Regions from separate parts of the Capra hircus genome. Here region 2 is linked to region 1. Evidence: chromatin contacts called from public Hi-C data. All regions are on one chromosome and are shown on one strand. Each heading gives the region's core, a stretch centred on a gene start, on an enhancer-like site or on the middle of the called end of the contact. The rest is flanking DNA. Distances are from core to core; before and after follow the strand shown.

Region 1 (2,700 bases), core at 42-2,541:
CTCCCGACAACCCCTGCTCTTCCCCTGGAAGGCCCCGTATCCCCACTCGGCACCCCCAACAAACACACTTGCCTGGGGGCCCTGCCTCTGGGCTCACCTCCATGAGAGCACTTCAAACTCTGCTTTCAAGGGAAGTGACAAACCTCCCCTGAGGGCCACACTCCCGGTCACCTCTCATCCTGAGGAGCAGGGTGCCTGCCAGCCCGCTAGGCACCTCTGTGAGAAAGAAAAAAGGGCGCCATTTCCTGAAGACATTCGCTCCCTCTGTCAGAAAGTGGTTATAACATATTGATTCTGTGAGAACAAGATACTTGACTACCACTTGCAAAGAACTGTCATAATGAACAGACGAATCCATGGCGTGAAGTGACGCCCTCAGATATGCTACCCTCATGCAGTGCGCAACCTGCACAGCTGTACACAGCGGCCCTGACGAGCTGGCCACAAAGGCATTACTCGCCATGTTACAGACGAAGCAGCTGCAACCTGCCCAGCAGACCAAGTTCAGGCCTGTCTGTTTTCGAAACTACTCGGTCCACATCTAACGAACTTAAAAAACTCAGGTAGAAACACAGGTCCGGGCCAGTGGGACCCTGTGAGGAATACAAGAAGCCTTGGGTCCCACCCTATACCCAGCTTCGTGGCTACAGAGGCATTTCTAACAAGTAATCACAACTAAGAGGAGCTACACCAAAAAGGAAACTTTACTCTCTGTGTGTTTATTTTGTGCAATTTACAACAGCAACTCCCTTCAGGGAGCAGTAAGCTGGGAAATGAGAATGCCAGATGCAGGGCCACCAACCCACCAGAACACACATTTAATAAACATGCCTCCACACAGCTTGGCAGCAGGTCTGAAGCAGGGAACAGAGAACCACCACGTACAGTGGACCAGCTTTCCTTGGCAAAAAAAAAAAAAAAAAAACACGATTACCAGCACAGAGTAAACCCAGGGCCTTCAGGCCAGAGTGCGAATCATACACGCGCCAGCAGCACCCTCTGGTGGCCAGTCTGAGCACTACACCCCCCCATTCCTGGGATGAAGCCATTCCCAAGATGGGGTAGACAGACCCTCATGAAAATACGGAGAACATTCCCGAGTCCTAACTCCACCAGGTGCCATCCTTGGTCCGCCACCCACTTCATTTTCACATTAACCCAGTGAGGGAGGGGCGGCTCTCCCCACTTGTAAACAAGTAAACTGAGCCCAGGGAGGGGACTCCGAGGTCACCAACAGCGGGTGAGCACACAGTGAGCTGAGAGGCCCAGACCTGGCCGTGAACCCCCCTGGGCCCCGCAGCCCTGCGCCCCGGCACGCGGTCCCGGCCTCCTGGGCCTCCATGCCCACACCTGCTGGGTGTCTGCTGGAGCAGCAGGGCGCTCCCAGCTCGCCGACTGACCCCTCCGAGGCACCGCCGCAACCGAAGCAACAGGAAGGGCGCCCACCTGAGTCAGGACCTGGGTCCCCCGCTCCCCACCTCCACGGTGGCGGGGGAGTCTGCCTAAGTCTCTGAGCCTCTCGAGGCCCCAATGAGAAGTGGCCTTCGAATGGCTTAGAATGGAACTTCACTCAGAGGCTAATTTACAGAGAGACAGACAGAGCCACCTGGACGGAACCCAGGGTGTGCCGGCAGCCCTAGCCAGCGCCCGCTGCTCCCACGCCTGGAGGGGCCCAAAAGGCACCTGCCCTCTCGCCTGCCACCTCCACCCCCAAGATCCCCGCCCCCCAGCTCTGAGACTCAGTGGGCGGAAGTTCCAATAAATGCATGCCCTCATTTGTGGTATTATTACCATGCAGCTCATGAAATGCTGATGAGCACGCCAACTTCCATAGCCCACAAAGTTAACATTTCTATTAGACGCAAAGGAGAAAGCCCCTGGGTGTTCCTTTGTTGAAACTGGATTAACGAAATAAAATGAGAAATGCTCAGTATCAGCTATAATTAAGCCTGGGCCAAACAGTGGCATTATAATTTTATGCATACGCATTTCTTCCACGTTGAAACTTGGCATAATTTTTTTTAAGTTATTTTTAAGCACTCTCAAAGTGAGAGCCCTGGGCAATAGAGTCTACTCACATTTACCATAATCACAGCTGAAGAGCAGCCCTAGGGCCCTTTCCGTGGGAAAGCACCACAAATAATTTGATGTAAACAGGAACCGCATCCCCGTTACCCAGTTATCTAAGTGGCAGCACTATGCCCGCCCCAGCAGATGTGGGGGAGGCTCCAAGGAGGTAGGAGCCCCCACGGGGACCCCTGACATCACCACTTCCCTTACGCAAGTCACCCAGGTGGCCCCGGAACTCCCAGGCCAACCACCACATCTCCAGGGCCATTTCCATGGGATAAACAAGGTGTGCAAAGTGCTCGCCCATCTTAGTGTTTCTGTGGGCTCCCCCACCAGGCCTCTGAGTTTCTGGTCCAAGGGTTTTGTTGTTTTAGTTTATTTGGGTTCCTTTGCGGGGGGGGGGGGGGGGGCGGGCACCGTCAGTCTTAACTTTGGAAGGTGATGGGCCGCCTGGCGCCGGCTTTGGCACTGGGCCTTGGGACAGAGGCTTTGGGCTCAGACCCCACCGTGGCTACTTCTGTGTGGCTAGAAGGGCCTCTCCCATGACGAACCCACATGTCCGTGGCTGGAAACCCACGGAGACCACTGCAGCTGCCCTGCCGACCTCATGAGGACGGTGGGGGGCAGGGG
Region 2 (2,700 bases), core at 183-2,682, 160 kb after region 1:
TGCAGCGACCCCATGGACTGCAGCCCACCAGGCTCCTCTGCCCATGGGGTTTTCCAGGCAAGAGTACTGGAGCGGGGTGCCATTGCCTGGTTCCTCTGCCTTTTCTAAATCCAGCTTGAACATCTGGAAGTTCATGGTTCATGTACTGTTGAAGCCTGGCTTGGAGAATTTTGAGTATTACTTTGCTAGTGTGTGAGATGAGTGCAATTGTGTGGTAGTTTGAACATTCTTTGGCATTGCCTTTCTTTGGGATTGGAATGAAAACTGACCTTTTCCAGTTCTGTGGCCACTGCTGAGTTTTCCAAATTTGCTGGCATATTGAGTGCAACACTTTCATAGCATCATCTTTTAGGATTTGAAATAGCTCAACTGGAATTCCATCACCTCCTCTAGGTTTTTTGTAGTGATGCTTCCTAAGGCCCACTTGATTTCACATTCCAGTATATCTGGCTCTAGGTGAGTGATCACACCATTGTGGTTATCTGGGTCATGAAAATCTTTTTTTGTATAGTTCTTCTGTGTATTCTTGCCATCTCTTCTTAATATCTTCTACTTCTGTTAGGTCCATACCATTTCTGTCCTTCAGATTGAGCCCATCTTTGCATGAAATGTCCCCTTGGTATCTCTAATTTTCTTGAAGAGATCTCTAATTTTTCCCATTCTGTTGTTTTCCTCTATTTCTTTGCATTGGTCGCTGAGGAAGGCTTTCTTATCTCTCCTTGCTATTCTTTGGAACTCTGCATTCAAATGGGTATATCTTTCCTTTTCTACTTTGCCTTTCGCTTCTCTTCTTTTCTCAGCTATTTGTAAGGACTCCTCAGACAGCCATTTTGCCTTTTTGCATTTCTTTTTCTTGGGGATGGTCTTGATCATTGGCTCTTGTACAATGTCTCAAACCTCCGTCCATAGTTCTTCAGGTACTCTATCTACCAGATCTAGTCCCTTGAATCTCTCTGACTGTTAAGAAACCTTAATTAAAATAACACTAATCCTTAGAATCCAGTGGAATCAATACTAACAGAAGCACTATGTTTGTCAGATGTTGGGGACTCAGAGAGAAGGGGGTCCTTGGAGATGAGGAGGAGAAAGGGTTGGGGGAGGGCCATCTCAGCAGAAAGAAGAAGGTGCTTGGCCCTGGTGTTCTGGATCCTCTCGGCTTCCCTGGCGGCTCAGCAGTGAAGAATCTGCCCGCAATGCAGGAGACACAGGAGATGCAGGCTCGATCCCTGGGCGGGAAGATCCCCTAGGGAAGAAACGGCTACCCACTCAAGTATCTTGCCTGCAGAATCCCATGGACAGAGGAGCCTGGTGGGCTACGGTCCGCGGGGCCACACAGAGTCAGACCGACGGAGCACGCACACACTAGGGAGCATGTTGAGGTCAAATTTGGAAAAAAATCCTGTTATCCCTTCCTACAAATGTTACAGCCTCACATTTCAGCTAACACCTTCTTCTGGGGAGGGGCATTAGCAATGCTCAGAACTAGCCAAGTTTCCCAGCAGCTATAAACTTACAAAGACCTTGCTGACAACTGGACCTGGTAAAGAAAAACCAAAACCAACTTTCTTCCATAAATCCCAATGAGTGTTACAGTGCCCTCTGGTGGTGCAAAGTGAAATGACAAACCTGCTGGTCTCAGAGGAAAACGTCGGATTGTTCTCTACTCTGTTTGCTTAGTAATAAATGTATTTATTGTGCTTCAAACTCATGCACCCACCATTTGCAGACCTGGCCAGCATCGTCTCTTTCATTATGTCTCCTATATTTACATTGGCAATAACTTCTACCTCAGTTCAGTTCAGTTCAGTTGCTCAGTCGTGTCCAACTCTTTGTGACCCCATGGACTGCAGCATGCCAGGCTTCTTGCCCTTCACCAACTCCCAGAGCTTACTCAGACTCATGCTCATCGAGTTGGTGATGCCATCCTACCATCTCATCCTCTGTCGTCCCCTTCTCCTCCCGCCTTCAATCTTTCCCAGCATCAGGGTCTTTTCCAACGAGTCCGTTCTTCGCATCAGGTGGCCTGAGTATTGGAGCTTCACCTTCAACATCAGTCCTTCCAATGAATATTCAGGACTGATCTCCTTTAGGATGGACTGGTTGGATCTCCTTGCAGTCCCAGGGACTCTCAGAGTTTTCTCCAACATCACAGTTCAAAAGCATCAATTCTTCGGCACTCAGCTTTCTTTATCGTCCAGTTCTCACGTCCATACATGACCACTGGAAAAACCATAGCCTTGACTAGACGGATCTTTGTCGGCAAAGTAATGTCTCTGCTTTTGCCTACCCCATCCTTATTACTCATCCATGCATTTTTTACTTACTGGTTGAGAAACGATATGCTGGGTTTTTCAACTTGCCCTGCATTTGAGGTACCTGTGAGCCTTTCTCTGTCTTCCCAGGCACAACAGAAGCTTCTGGAAGGTGGAGAATCAAAGTGAATCTCTGTGTTTGAGAGCGGGGATGAACATGAATTAGGACCAAACCAAATGTGGCCACTTGTACCTTCAAGAGGGGTGTGTGTAACACTATTTACACAAAAGGGTATAGACACTTCTTTTTTTACTTATGTTTAAAAATTCTCATTGATGTATAGTTCTCTGCCCCGCTCCATTGGCATATGGGCTGCTGGGTTCCACTGTGACTTAGGGTTGTGGTTGTCAAGACTATTATGGAGCTGGAGAAGAAGGAGGAGAACAA

Evidence for each region. Hi-C and Micro-C count contacts between places; a contact is called where the count stands out from the background.
Region 2: a contact with region 1 is called in a Hi-C map of blood, with 6 times the contacts expected there. The contact joins two enhancer-like sites. A contact is called at or near these places in 3 of 5 Hi-C or Micro-C datasets (blood and liver).

Annotation. Positions count from the first base shown.
Region 1 is chr14:74,858,125-74,860,824 of ARS1.2, forward strand. All of the region lies in intron 1 of ZFAT (zinc finger protein ZFAT), which reads right to left. Among named protein-coding and RNA genes, the nearest start is that of ZFAT, 13 kb to the right of the region's middle. Within about 2 kb of position 1,292, at least 4 of the 5 cell types and tissues checked have an H3K27ac peak or open chromatin away from gene starts, as enhancers often do.
Region 2 is chr14:75,018,724-75,021,423 of ARS1.2, forward strand. No RefSeq gene overlaps it. Among named protein-coding and RNA genes, the nearest start is that of MIR30D, 74 kb to the left of the region's middle. Within about 2 kb of position 1,433, at least 2 of the 5 cell types and tissues checked have an H3K27ac peak or open chromatin away from gene starts, as enhancers often do.